Linked DNA regions of Mus musculus: all the other regions are linked to region 1. A link is a contact called in public promoter capture Hi-C data. All regions are on one chromosome and are shown on one strand. Each heading gives the region's core, a stretch centred on a gene start, on an enhancer-like site or on the middle of the called end of the contact. The rest is flanking DNA. Distances are from core to core; before and after follow the strand shown. Region 1 holds the start of Eppin (epididymal peptidase inhibitor). Region 2 holds the start of Slpi (secretory leukocyte peptidase inhibitor). Region 3 holds the start of Dnttip1 (deoxynucleotidyltransferase, terminal, interacting protein 1). Region 4 holds the start of Sdc4 (syndecan 4).

Region 1 (3,491 bases), core at 463-2,962:
GAAGGCAAGGACCGGCTGAGTGTGTCCTAACCAGTTTGTTCCATGAATTAAGTGTTAGAAGGAGTCCAAACCCAAGATACATCCTAGGCCCCAAAGACATGCATTTCATGTCAGCTGCTTGGAAAATGACATGCACGTGTACTGACATGCAACTCAGACAGGTCAAATAGAATGTGGTAAAATAACCTGGACATGTTAGCATCTTTTTTATCCCCTGAGAGAGTTTAAGGAAGAAGGCAGATTTAGCCTTCAGGGGTCATCAGGAAGTGTTTTAACCGTAGTCCTTCAGCCTGTCTCTACTGACATGGGCTACTTTTGTTTCCCTTCGGACTAGGGTTACAATTCTTTCCTTCAAGTCTACAATAAATTAGATCCTCATCACCAGCCAGTGGCCTGAGGTGGAGACTCACAGACTCGGTGCCCTGGAATCCTGTCTCGCACATTCACTGGCTGGGTGATACTTGTTAGAATCCTTTCTGCTCTGGGTCACATAATCCTGCTGCAAGATAAAATACCCCAGGGTCTTTCAGATTAGAAACACCAAGTTTTCGCCTGCTGGCTGTCTTTGAGAGAATACAGAAGTCCAAGAAGATCAGGTTGTCTAGTAGAAATTCTATTTCTAAGACCTGAGCTGTAGGTCCATGGGAGAGTGTCTCCCAGCCTATGCAGATCTGGGCTTAATCCCCAGCAAAATCATTTTAGCATTTTTGAGAAATAATCCTTAAGTGACATTGCAAATCTGCTGATATGGGATTTCCATGGGGGTTCTGCCTCTGATCCCGATGATGAGGCTGTGTGCTTAGCTATCACATAAAACAAGTTGAGAACAATGACCTGCACAATATGTTACCAGCACAGGGAAAGAAAGTAGAATCTGGCTGTTAATATTTTCCCTTTCGCAGAGAGCTTCTCTGCCTTCTAGCCCAGTGTTCAGCAGCTGGTACTGGAGATGCACAACTAGGAGGGGGCTGCTCACGTGTGCACCCTTCTTCTGACAGCACACTTAGTATCCAGCAGCTCTACAGTGTTGTCCTTGATTCAGCTGTAGTCTCTCAGACCCGTGTCTTTATTTCAGTGTCTTCTCAGGCAACACTCTGTCATGTGGTGGAGGCTCCCTGCGCTCTGCAACATTCAACAACACTGTGACAAATGCTATCTAAAGACTCTGTTATCCACCTGGTTTCTCCCCAGTCCTGTGCTCTCTTTGGCAACTCTTTACTCTTTGGCCTTCATTTAAAAAAAAAAGTGTCCCTGAGAGATGATAAATGGGAAAACGGTGGGAAGAAACTGTGGGAGAGGGAGAAGGGAACACAGAGACCTTGGACCTACCATGGGAATAAACATGAAGAGATATTAAGACAATAGAGAGTGTGCTTAACGGAGTGAGTGTTTTAAAAGTGGTAAATTAATGGTAAAGAGGGCATGCCACATTAACTTTGAGTTATCAAGATGAAGGCCCAAGAGGACAGCATTGACCCTCAGTGCAGCATGGATGGTGTAGAGTACACTTTGGGCACTACCCTGGTTGACCAGAATGCTAGCCCTATGCAGTCCAAGCAGAAAGGCTTTCTCCATAGATGTGGGCTGTGAATGTCATTAGCTCCACTTATGATCTCGAGAACTTGGTGTTCCCAGCAAGATAGTAGGTGACTGGCTTTTCTCCAGCTCTTACAGCCAAGGTACAGCCTACTGAGAGAATCGGATGGGCGAAGGCAGCAGACATTTCCATGTTCTAGAACTACCAGCCAGGCCAGCCCCTCGCCAGAATGAAGCTTTCTGGATTTGTGAGCATTCTTGTGCTATTTGGCCTGCTTGCAAGAGTCCAGGGACCTAGTCTAGCTGACTTGCTGTTTCCCAGTAAGTACTGTTTTTTTCTAGTGTTGTCTGGGAGAAAGGGAAGTTTACTGGAAGGAAGAGACAAAGAACAATTCCTCAGGTGTGGGTCACCTTTCTACAGCTCCTTCCTGGGTGTGGCTCAGGAGAGGAGAGAGATACTTATAAGGTCTCTTAGTGTTACAACGACCTCTGTGTTGATACAGGGACAGGGGTCTGGGGAAACACCTTCAAAGTCCCTTTAAAAAGGGGAGGTGAGGAAGGGTTATGGTTCCAACATTAATGGGAAGACCTTTCACCTCTTAAAGAAGTAGACAGACATATTTGTCTGGGGGCTCTGGGGTCAGAGTTGGTGGGTTGTACAGAGTTGGTAGCCTGGTGATCTTGAGCAAAATATTTAATTTCCACGTGTCCTCTCTGGAACTTGATTTCTTCATTTTAAACGAATTTTGGCCCTACAGCTTTGTGGTGAAGAAACAGGACAGAGTAAAGCTTCCCCCCACGGTGACCGCTCTGCAGGTATTAGCTAACATTTGCTTGTGTTCACTATCTCATTTAATCCTCACAAGAACTCTACGAGAGGAAGTCCTATCAACACTCCTGTTTTATTCTTTTAATTTAAAATTTTGGAATTTTAAACATTAAAATATAATTTTCCCCTTCCTTTTCTTCCTTCCAATTCCTTTTACATACCTGCTCCCACTCCGTCTGAAACTACGGCCTCTTTTTCTTTAATTGTTGCTGTTATCTGTGTGTGTGTGTGTGTGTGTGTGTGTGTGTGTGAGAGAGAGAGAGAGAGAGAGAGAGAGAGAGCCTAAATAAATACAGCCTGCTGTGTCTGTTTATTATTTTCTGTATGTATATGATTTCAGGGCTGACCATTTGGTATTGGATAAGCAATTAAATTAGGGGGGTCTTCCCTGGGAAAGACTATTTCTCCTGAACTTAGCACCCCTTAGTTGTATATAGCTCTTTGTCCGTAAACTTCCCTCTTTGAAACTAGAAGACACAGAATTTAAAGAATGTGCCCACCATCACAAGGCTACCAGCATTCAACCAACTAAAGATTTTTCTACGATAACACCTGTATTAACCCGTTGAAAATTGTATACAATGTATTTAGGATCCTGTTTCTCCTCCACAACACACACACTCCCGGCAGAGTTAGGATTCCAAAACCCAGCTGCAGGTGGGGGAGGAATCACTGTGCAATGTTGCCCTCTAGAGGAAAACAGCAACACGACATAACTGAATAGCTAGAACAAAGGAAACAGAGGCTGTAGTGGAAAGGGTCTACTCCCAAGGAGGCATTCCCAGGGTCTGGAGAGTGTCTGGATTGTTAGGAGATGGATGGAGTGCCCAGGATGTCTAGTACATGAGGCCAAGGTGGCTGTTAAAGGTTCCACAAAGCACAGGGCAGCTCCCATGGCCAACAGGTGATTGTCACCAGTGTTGAAAAGTTCTGCCCCAGCAGCTGGGGGGTAGCAGGGATGGAGGGAAGAAGGTATGGAGGAGTGTTGAAGAGGTTAGAGTGGGTAGTGATGGAAACGGGAGCAAAGAAAAGGCTTCCTTCACCGTGAGCAAATTTGAACATGAGCTTCCCTGCACTCTCAAATCCGAAGGCCCAGAGGCTGAAGGACTGTTTCTTTCCTAGGGAG
Region 2 (3,491 bases), core at 513-3,012, 240 kb after region 1:
TTACAGGGTTCTTTCTGATGAAAAGAGCTGTTTTCAAATAGTCAGTCAACCAACCATTAATCACAAACAGAAAGATCTAGGTGTGGAGTTCTCATCTCGACTCTTTAAGAAACAAATATTTAGAAAATTCTTGGCACGGAGGAAGATAGGAAGGAACACAGAGTGGAAAGGAGTGGAGAGGAGTGGGAGGAAGCGAGAACAAACCCTTATCCAACCAGTAAGCCTGCCCAAGGTGGGAAGCCAGACCTTCCATTTCTCTCCTACAACCTCTACAAGTTTGCTAGTTAGCAGCCAGTCCACACCACTGGCTGTAGTAACTCAGTACATACTGATTTTTTTCTTCCCTTTTCTTTGGCACCAAAATTGAAACCATGGAATAATTTCTGCATAAAAGGCTCTGCTAACAGCTGGCTCCTGGCTTAGAGAATACCTTGTGGAGCCCAGTACTTAACACATAGCCTTTTTGTGTCTGTTTCAATGTCTACAAACTTCCTTTGAGGAACAAGTGGGAAAATTACAAGGACCATGACATCTCAACATCCATCATGGCTGCCTCAATAAGACCTGGATACCAGTTGACATGCCATGGTGGAAGGGGGAATCTCTCGGAGCTTCACCCCTAGATGATAAAATACAGGTACTTAAAGATTGCCAAGAGAGGGGGTCTTTCCTAAGGATGAGCCCAGTTGGCTATCTAATATCAAGTGATCAGCCCTAAAAGACATACACACATGAGCAGCACTAACCTGACTCAGTAGGTTGTATCAGTATATCTATTCATATACACGCAGAACAGTAATAATTAAAGAAAGAGAGGCCAAGAGAGGCCGAGAACTTGAGAAGGAGGAGGGTGGGGGGTGAGATTGGAGGGGGTAGACAGAGGAGGCAAATGGTATAAATGCACAAATATGGAATCTACAGAGATGGTGCCACGATGCTGACGTAAGGCTCAGGATTTGCAGGAAGGCTCGGGATTTGTAGGAAGGGAATCTTGGGTTGAAGTCTACAGAGAACGATATCTCTTCTGATCATTGGATGCAATCAACACACACCAGGGAGCATCCATAGTGGGCGGAATGCATGGCAGCCATAGTTTTTGGCTGACATCTGAAGCCTGTGGAGGATTTAGGGGTAGGAAGAATGAATTCCTTTAACAAGTCAAAGGACACCACAGCTCCACGCTGATTGCAGCGATGAGTAAGAGGCCCTGTCTCTTTCCTCCAGTCCGCATCAGTGATCTCTATTAGCCATTGATGCAATTCATTCATTACTTTAAGGGTCATTTTAAGCCCTTAATCTTAAAACCAGTCCCAAGTTGTTTCACGACTAAGAGACTGAGCTCCAACAAGGTTGGCTGAAGGCAAGGCCCTTCTGTGTGTAACTTTCATTTGTTTAGGGATTGCTTTCCAGGTTCCAGTCATGGAATGGGCACCGGGCAAACAGCGGTGCAAATGATTTGGCAGAAATCAACATCAGTTGGTTGAGCCATGCGTCATCTTCATCTCGAGAAGGAATTTGTATTGAGCAATAGGTTAGAGTTTCAAAATCCCAGAAAGTCCAGGAACATTAAAAAAAAAAAAAATAGAGGTGTATGGCAGAGTTTCAGCCGAGAGTCCACGTGTGATGTCTCAGCTTCAGGTTAGGGTAACCCTTTTGTGACTGGTTCTTCTCTACTAGTGAGAGCAATAGTCTTGGGATTTCACAATGCTCAGGGCTCAGGTGATCACTTGCAATGTCCCTCTGCTGATAACTTCCAAGACAGCTTCTGTCATTTTCAGCTCTCAGGTGGTTACTCTGATGGCCTCATGGTCCTGCCTGAAACAGAAAGTCTGCCACCTACTTCTGTAGCAGCAAGACTCCTGTTCTGTGGCTAAGCTTCCTGCCTGTGCAAGAGCCACAGGGAGGGGCCAAATGCATGCCACTGGGGCCACGCCTCCTGGTAAAGACATAAATAGTGATCCTCGGGACTGGTCATCAGAGCTCCCCTGCCTTCACCATGAAGTCCTGCGGCCTTTTACCTTTCACGGTGCTCCTTGCTCTGGGGATCCTGGCACCCTGGACTGTGGAAGGAGGCAAAAATGGTGAGTTGGAGTTGCTTTGGTCCAACATTGCCTGGAGTATCAGAGGTGGGGGCTCCTGATGGTTTGGGCTGTTTTTCAGTTTACTCTGACCTCAGGGCGACATCTGTGTCTCGCTGGGGTCTGAGGTCTTGATGAAGTTTCAAGGCATGTAGAGGTGCTCCTCTTATGCAGCCATCCTGTCAGCTCAGGTCTCACACAGCTCTGTCCCTGCCCTTTAGCCTTTCTGTTTGTTTCTGTCTCTGGCTTTAGTTCTCAGCATCTCACATATTAGTTCCCTTCCTATTTATTTCTCTTGGTCTCCATTATTCCTGCTCCCACCTTCTGTCTTTGTGAGATCTTGCTTAGCCCTGAGGTAGAAAACCTTGACTGGGAGCCCGGTACCTTTTATCCTCAGTCTGATTTTTCCTGGTCACATGTCTTGGTTGACCAAGTCTGACTTTTCCTCCCTAGGTCAGCCCGGTATTTCTCTTTGAAGTTGTGGGCCACTGGAATGAGGGTCTATATTCTGAGATGTGGACCTTCGTCTAGGAATGATGATAGTCCGTACCCTCCTAACATCTTGAGCTTCTCTTTAGATGCTATCAAAATCGGAGCCTGCCCTGCTAAAAAGCCTGCCCAGTGCCTTAAGCTTGAGAAGCCACAATGCCGTACTGACTGGGAGTGCCCGGGAAAGCAGAGGTGCTGCCAAGATGCTTGCGGTTCCAAGTGCGTGAATCCTGTTCCCATTCGCAAACCAGGTGAGCCAGCAGAGAAAACAGAGAGGGGACAATCAACGTCAAGAGCCACCCAGAGTGAATGAAGAGTCCCTCCCAGGCATCCTTGTTTCTAAGAGCTGTTGGGTCCAACATGTCAGTTAGTCAAGGCCTCTTGCTGCCATTGGCAGGAAGAGCCATTTGCCTGCAGTTGCCACTCTGTGAGGATGATGGCTTTACAACCATTCGGCCCTTTCGGGGCTGGAGAGCTGGTCCCCTGCATTGGCTGGAGGCTAGATGGTAGCGAGGAAGCAGGTCCTCTTTCAGGAGGCGTGTTTGGGAGGAGGTGACAAAGGTGATGGGTGGATGGGGACGAACTTCCTCGCTCAGGAAGGAGATGTTGGGTTAAAGACATGGAGATGTGTTGCCTGAGCCCTAAGACATCGGCCCTGTGAATCCTTTCTCAACAGTGTGGAGGAAGCCTGGGAGGTGCGTCAAAACTCAGGCAAGATGTATGATGCTTAACCCTCCCAATGTCTGCCAGAGGGACGGGCAGTGTGACGGCAAATACAAGTGCTGTGAGGGTATATGTGGGAAAGTCTGCCTGCCCCCGATGTGAGGTAAGGAGTGGGCTGGGGTAGGCAGAGCTCATTTCTCTCCAGCCCTTTTCTGCTTCAAGGTTCTGGAGCTCGAAGCACATGCGCCAGGAGATTCTATT
Region 3 (3,491 bases), core at 266-2,765, 150 kb before region 1:
CTCCTCATTGATGCTAGGCTGCAGGACAGCACGGAGGAGATCCATAGAGATGGCTGGGTCTGTGAAACTGGGGTTGTTGGGGAGACAGAGTCAGGGGAGTGTTCCAAACAGACCTTCCCAGACTACTCAGCTAGTTAGCAACATGGGATTCTAAAATTTATTTCATTATAACTCTGTGAAATAGGAATTATTTTCCAAGTATTTTATGAAATATAATACACACATATTTTTTCTTTTCCTTTTTTAGAGACAGAGTCTCACTATGTAGTCTGGTTGTCTTGGAACTCACTACATAGATCAGGCTGGCCTTAAACTCACAGAGGTCTGCCTGCCTCTGCCAAGTATTGTAATTAATAAATGATTATCACTATCCCAGGTCAAAAATACAAGAAGAATTCCCAAGGCCCATCCCTTCCCCAGGCTGGATGCCCCATGTCAAAGCTGAGAAAACAGAGTCTAAGAAAAGCTAAAGGCTTGTGTTAACAAACATCTCAGTCTGCATTAGAACAGATGTCTGTAATCTTGAATTCACATCCTCTGACTTACAGACTTCAATCACGGAGACAGACTAGACGTTCATTCCTTCCCTGCTTGGTTAGGATGTGGACCTGACAAGGTGACAGGAAGTTACAGCCTCCCCACTCCTGTGCTCTTTACGGGCTGTTGATCTCAGACTCCTACAGTGGGGTTCCCAAAGCACTCACTGCAGTCCACACAACTGGATCTCAGGTCTCACCCAGGTCGAGCCTTACCTTGTGGTCATCTGAGATCGGCGGCCCCTTCGCTGCACCTGCCGATGTTTTATCATTATGTTCCAAGGGTTCTGTTGGGGACCAAGTGGGCAAATGTCACCGAGGCTTCTCATAGTGAGGATGAGGAGAAAGTGAGTATGGCGCTAAACCTAGACGTTCCTGCTTCTCACTTCTCCCACCTTGGGGTGAAGGGGAATTAATTCAGTGGCTGGAAGACCCTGTCAGGGTGGAGGAACTGGGAAAATGTTTTCTGTCACCAATGTCCAAAGCTCGCTTTTTCTGGAAGAGCAAGAGGAAGGGCAGCAGTGTTTACCTAGGGTCTACTATGAGGCGGGTGACGAGTCAGGGCGTTCTACCCGCCTTTATCAGCCCATCCCACCACAACTCCAGCAAGCTCGGGTTATTGCTGTTCATTTCACAGAAGAGAAACCTGGCGCTCAGAGGGTGTCACATCAGGCCCACGTCACCTAGCTACAATCTGAATCCAGCTTGTAGCGGCACTGAGAAAACGACATTCCCAGGGCCGCACGGCCGCCGCGTTCTTTCGCCCGCGGGCCCGGGGCCCGGGAGCCCGAGGCCCTGCCCGGCCCGAGCCCCGGCCTCGCCCGGGCGCCCTCACCGTGAGAACCGGCTGGCCCGCCGCGCCCGCGTCGCCCAGCTCCAGGCCACCTCGCTCCGCCCCGCCGGGGCCCCGCGGCTGCTCGGTGTCGCCAGTCGCCCCCATGGCGCCCCCCGGCCCACAACAACCTCAGCTCGACTCAGCCACCGGAAAGCGGCGCCGTGACGTCACGGGAGCGCCCGAGCCACCCGGCCGGAAGCGCGACGCGCGTGCGCCGTGGGGTTGCTATGGGAACCGAACTGCCGCCTAGGAGCCACCTCGTCTTTGGTGTCGGGGACGACGTTGAGGCTTCCAGACCCCTGGGAGACAACGGCTGGGGACCGAGTGTGGGTGTTCGGGGGCCATTCAGTCAAGGGACGAGGGCGGTGTGAGGGCAGCAGAGCATACACTTCAGCGGGGGAGCACGGGGCTTCGGATGAGGGCAGCCCGAAGTTCAATCTTTGAAAACCGCAGGAACATCTGAAATCTTAGCACAGCCTCCCCCGAATTGGAGTAGTCTGACTCAGGAACCGGGAAAGCCAACAAAAGAAGGGGTTGTTGGTGCCACCCTAAATACCCAAACACCTAAACACCATACTACTAGCCTTTGCGGGCTGCCGCTTGTGTCGAAAGGCATCAGAATGAAAGTTGGGTTTTGGCTTGTGAACTAGTCCTGTTGCAGAGAGCTGGCCTTCTCTCCCCTAGATGGTTGATTCTGGGATAGGTAGGGGATGAAAGGTTTAACAACTGTGGCGTTCTCCAGAGCTCCTCTTAGCACTACCTCAGAGAGGTAAGCTGTCTGTGAAAGAATTCGGATTCAGTTACGGGTGATAAAATAACTCTTCTCGGGTCACAAGAAGCAGGTAGTGTAACGTATATGAATTTTGTGTTAGGAAAGATCTAGATTCCAACCTGATGTGATATGATCGTTAACGTTGGATAGGGCCTGGTGTGATAACATAACCCCAACACCGAGGAAGGAAGTAGCTGTGGTGTAGAGCTGTCTCAAAGCCAAAGGCTAAGAACATTGGCTGTGGGACTGGATCGCTTACCGCTATTCTCCTGCATACTAATTGCACGGTCATTCGTCCACAGTTTCAAGTATTCCAGCCTGGACCATGTAACTAAGGATCTGCCTCCACCTCCACAATGCCGGTTCACAGGCATGCCACAGTCCACGTTTGGTTTATGTCGTGTTGGAAATTGACCCCAGAGTCGTCATATGGTTGATACTAGGGCTGGATTATTTTATGCAAAGCACTTAAAACTTTGGTATAAGTAACTCCTTAAATTATTCTAATATAATAGTAATTTCCAGCAACCGTCACTTAAGGACTTTTTCCTCTGAAATATTATTGTATGTATTAAAATACTGCATATAAAACACATATTAGATAATCAACAATGCCAGTTTTGTTCCATGTTCCAACGTCCACTTTTATTTTTTTAGGTTTACTTATGTGTATGAGTGTTTTGCTGGTATGCATGTATGTATGTACATCATTTATGTACCTGGTATCCGCAGAGGTCAGAATAGGGTATTGGATCCTTTGGAAATAAAGTTATGGATAATTGTAAATTTCCCTGTGGGTGCTGGGAACTGAACCCTGGTCCTCTACAAGAGCAACACATGCTCCATGACTGCTGGGCCATCTTTCTAGCCCCAACATCCACCTTTTAACAAGGCACTTCCTTGCTTTAAACAATGGTGGCTTTTTTGTTTTTGTTTTCCCTTAGGCAAGACCCTCCTCTGTAGCTCTAGGCTGAGCTTCAATTTAGGCCCAAGCTGACAGTGTAATCTACCTGTCTCTCTCTGCCTTCCCAAGACTGGAATGGCAAGCAGACACTACCATGCCTGGCTTTGGATATATGAAGATAGTCTTTTGTTGTTACGTTTTTACCTGTACTCTGCCCTTAACCTTACTGGGCTCAGCGGTGTCACTGGACACTATTAGATATCACAGCCAATGGAGGACATGTGCTATACAAATAAAAAGAAGCAGGGGAGAAGGTGACAGAGGAGACATGAAAGACCGAGTCATCGCAGCTGCCCTCTCTAATTTTGATGACTATCTTTCATTTTGTCTAAGAGTGGCATATGTGGTCCACAGGGACCAAGCTGCAACCCTTTTGTTTTCTCA
Region 4 (3,491 bases), core at 612-3,111, 150 kb after region 1:
TGTTTACACCAACCTGGCCTGGCCTAGGCTTGTTTACCAGCTACTTGGGACACTGAGGTAGGGTGGGATGAGTTTAAGGCCATCCTGGGCCAACTTAGCCAAATCCATGGAAAGACTGGAAACCATTTGAATTGCGAAACGTTTTCTTTCTATTATTTATTTACTTATTTCTTTACTTTTGAGACAGGTTCTCTCTTATTGCATAGCTCTGGTTGGCCTGGAACCTGAACTATAGAACAAGTTGTCCTCAGCCTCAGAGATCTGGCTGCCTCTCCTATAAAACCATGCCTAATAAGAAAGGATTTCTCCTTGTCATCCTCCTTCCTTTGAGACAGGGTCTCTCTACATAGCCCTGACTCATTGTGTAGACCAGGCTGGTCTTGAATTCAGAAATCTACTGGCACATGTCACCACACCCGGCTTATGAGAAAGAGTTTCTTATTCTAGTTAGAGTGATTCATTTATTTTCTCAGTGCCCAACTTTTAGGGAAGTATATTCAAATAATTGAGAACAATTGCTCACCGTTAAGTCTGGGGCAAGATAAACCCACGGTCAGTATTGGAAAACTGTTTTTCTCTCAAAGCTCTCTGCCACAAGAGACTTTAATTCTCAGAAAATAATTAAGGGCTAGAATAAGGAAAGCCAAGGAATAGAACAGGACAGAGTATGCCCTGCCTGTATTCTTATGGAGGAGGTAGTGCTGAGCTGGGACATAGTGAGTTAGGGTTAGTTTAGGCAATTCAAAGAGGAACAGGGGCGAGGGGTCATATTTACCTTGGAAAGTATGTGAATTCAGAATATCCTAAGACAGGCCAAAATGCCCTAATTCCAAAACCACATTATGTATGCACAAATGTACCCTTAGAACAATGTATCGGTATGTCAAAGATCAAAAGTTTTGATTGATGGTTCTAGCATGCCCCTCCCCCTACTTTTTTAAAGACAGGGTTTCACACTGACACCAGCTGGCTCATTTTAAACTCCGACTGTCCCCTTGCCTCAGTATCTCAAATGCCAGGATGACAGCCCTTCCCTATCACGTGTGTGTGTGTGTGTGTGTCCTTCAGTTTTTCGATTATTGATTCCATCAGTATCTGTGCTGAGGGTGGGACTAAAGAATCTTACCATTACCTACTTTGTTAGGATGGTGTTAGAAGCAACATTCTTGGATCCGGTGTAGAAGCCGCCTTGAGAAATAAGAGAGTCAATTGAGAGGACAAGTCAAAAGAGTAAGACTATTTCGTGACACGTGAGTATTACACACAATTCACACTTCAGTTGATAAATCACACTGTTTAGTGCACAGGCAGGCTCGTTCCTTTGTCTTTCCAGCTGCTTCTGCGCTGGCGCCCTGGGGTTGGAATAATTTCGACAGCAGGCCTGGAAAAACTTGAACCATTTCGTCGTTGTCGGTTCAGAGTTGCTAATCAAAAACTATCCGAATTCAAGCGCCACTTGGGGAATACTCCCTGACAAAGCGGAGCGCATCCGCTTTGAAGACTGGTAAAAACAGCAGACCCCTAGTCAATCCTACCCCGTTTATGGGCCTCAGTTTCCCCAGCTATAAATTGGGGGCTAAGCAGTGATCCTCGGATTTTAGGCAGACTGCCTCGCAGTAGATCGGTTAACTATCATGGGCTGCAGCTCCTGGAGCTACAGATTGAGGTCAGTTTGGAGCCGGCAGGCACGCTGTGGGCGGGTCCCCGGGCGGGTTGGGTCCCACCCCAGTGGTTTCCAGCTTGCCCAGCGCAGCACCCCGCAGGCCTAAGCTTTCCCGGGGGAATTCCGGGCGGTGCGGGCGAGCACTGGGGGCGGGGCAGGGCTGCTGCCTATAAGAAGGGCTGCGCGCCCGCTCCGGGCCACTGGTTTGCGCTGTTGAAGCCATGGCGCCTGCCTGCCTGCTTGCGCCGCTGCTGCTGCTGCTCCTCGGAGGCTTCCCCTTGGTCCCCGGAGAGTCGGTATGTATTTGAAGGATGTCTTGGAGGGGGGAGAATTGGGGGGTGCCTTCTTTGTCCCCTCAAATCCCGGGATCCGGAGGGAGTAGGGTGCATCGCGAACTGTGCTCCCTCCCCCCAACCCCCTCTGGACGCCGAGACAGGGAAAACTTTGTGAGGAAACTTTGCTCTTGGGTCTCGAGAAGGCTGCCGGAGACTCTTCCACGCGCCGTGCACCCCTAGCCTGTTGCTCTGAGCTCTGGACTCAGCCTGGCCTCTGGGCTCCCGGGTGGGACGTGACTAAGTTGGTGTCAACTTTTCTCCTCCCACACCCTCACCCCTACTTTGTGATCCCAGTGCTGGCGCTGCGCGCGGAGTGGCCCTCTGGGTGTCCATAGCAGGAGGCTCGAATCTGAGATGGTCTGGGGACGGGGTGGGCAGCTTGTATTCGGGAGCTGGAACACTTTAGGGCTGTGCGGAGGACCCCGTTTCACAAACCCTGGGGAATGGAGAAGACTGAATCCTGGCCTTCGTTCTGGCCACAGTCTTGGTACGACTGACTTAAGGGGCAAGATCACCTCCTTCTAAGGTCACCTGACCTATCTACAGAACATATCATGAGGTGACCCTTCCTGCTTTAGGCTGTCCAAAAAGTAGGGTTCCTTATTTTTCCAGAGCGGACTTAAAGGATAACTTTCCGATCAGCTCCAGGCTAGAGATTGAGCTTCAACTGTTTTGTGGGAAGTGTTTTGGTTGAAACCGCACACGGGGAAATTGAGGCACCCACCTGAGTGCGGAGAAGGATCTAGAGGAGAAAAGATCCCAGGGAACCTAAAGAAACCTTTCCTTTTCAGGATCAGAGTCAACAAGGATCTAGGGCCGGATCAGCTCAGTCCTAGCAGGCGTTTAGGAGGCAAGGGAATTTACAGGGCATGACAGTTCCTGGGAGAGGGTGGTCTGACCCATGAGCACGGGCCATTTGTACCGTTAGTCTAAGTTTTAGGGGGAGTGAGACTCTGGAGTTTAATCATTAATGTTCTTTTGAAAGCCACCTTTTCTCTGGGCTTATTTAGGGAATAGTTGATTATGTTCAGGAGGCTCGAGATGAGAGTGTATGCACTCTCTAGCACAATTGCAGTTAGGTACGGAACCCATTGCATGCTGGTTTCTGCTCTGATGGCTTCCTGGTGGCTTTGGAATCGAGCGTGTTTAATTTCAGAAAACCTCCCTGTTTACCATTCTTAAACTAGTCCTCAGGCAGAGGTTAAGTAACCTGCTGAAGGTCACACAGCTACCAACCAGCTGAGTCAGGCAGAAGTTAAGACAGACTTGGAAATGCCTGCTTTTATCTTCTCGTCCCTGTGGCTGCTGTTAGGTCCCGTTTTCCCATAATTCCAGACTGGTCTAACATCTATTGATGCTTGGGATTGGAGAGCCTCAAGGTGTATTGTGAGTGGAATGAACGAGAATATGAGGGAATGGCTTTCCACTAAAGGGAAGGCATCTTTGCAGAAAGGTGGTGACTGAGCGAGCCCAGCGTGCCTTCCTGTTGCATT

What was found. Promoter capture Hi-C pulls out the DNA fragments that hold promoters and counts their contacts. Capture Hi-C pulls out chosen DNA fragments and counts their contacts.
Region 2: a contact with region 1 is called in a promoter capture Hi-C map of adipose tissue. The contact joins the promoter of Slpi here to the promoter of Eppin in region 1. A contact is called at or near these places in 3 of 39 promoter capture datasets (embryonic stem cells, liver and stem cell-derived epiblast-like cells) and 2 of 9 other capture datasets (adipose tissue and liver).
Region 3: a contact with region 1 is called in a promoter capture Hi-C map of macrophages, with 6 read pairs. The contact joins the promoter of Dnttip1 here to the promoter of Eppin in region 1. A contact is called at or near these places in 12 of 39 promoter capture datasets (the 3T3-L1 cell line, 3T3-L1-derived adipocytes, the C10 cell line and 8 more), 1 of 15 datasets of contacts at CTCF or cohesin (the NIH/3T3 cell line), 17 of 484 Hi-C or Micro-C datasets (Sertoli cells, bone marrow-derived macrophages, cerebellum and 8 more), 8 of 115 datasets of contacts at active chromatin or transcription factors (embryonic stem cells, epiblast stem cells, forebrain and 4 more) and 4 of 9 other capture datasets (adipose tissue, embryonic stem cells, liver and 1 more).
Region 4: a contact with region 1 is called in a promoter capture Hi-C map of the SN4741 cell line, with 2.8 times the contacts expected there. The contact joins the promoter of Sdc4 here to the promoter of Eppin in region 1. A contact is called at or near these places in 2 of 39 promoter capture datasets (the SN4741 cell line and embryonic stem cells), 2 of 115 datasets of contacts at active chromatin or transcription factors (embryonic stem cells and pancreatic cancer cells) and 2 of 9 other capture datasets (adipose tissue and liver).

What each region holds. Positions count from the first base shown.
Region 1 is chr2:164,591,792-164,595,282 of GRCm38.p6, reverse strand. Eppin (epididymal peptidase inhibitor) reads left to right here and starts at 1,712. Exons shown (of 4, transcript NM_029325.2): 1 at 1,712-1,857; 2 at 3,488-3,491. The coding sequence starts at 1,767.
Region 2 is chr2:164,354,778-164,358,268 of GRCm38.p6, reverse strand. Slpi (secretory leukocyte peptidase inhibitor) reads left to right here and starts at 1,762. Exons shown (of 4, transcript NM_011414.3): 1 at 1,762-2,081; 2 at 2,657-2,818; 3 at 3,244-3,393. The coding sequence starts at 1,997. The coding sequence ends at 3,392.
Region 3 is chr2:164,744,039-164,747,529 of GRCm38.p6, reverse strand. It overlaps Dnttip1 (deoxynucleotidyltransferase, terminal, interacting protein 1), which reads right to left and starts at 1,515. Exons shown (of 13, transcript NM_133763.1): 1 at 1,372-1,515; 2 at 753-823; 3 at 1-67. The coding sequence starts at 1,476. It also overlaps a transcript of Wfdc3 not described here.
Region 4 is chr2:164,441,558-164,445,048 of GRCm38.p6, reverse strand. It overlaps Sdc4 (syndecan 4), which reads left to right and starts at 1,861. Exons shown (of 5, transcript NM_011521.2): 1 at 1,861-1,959. The coding sequence starts at 1,885.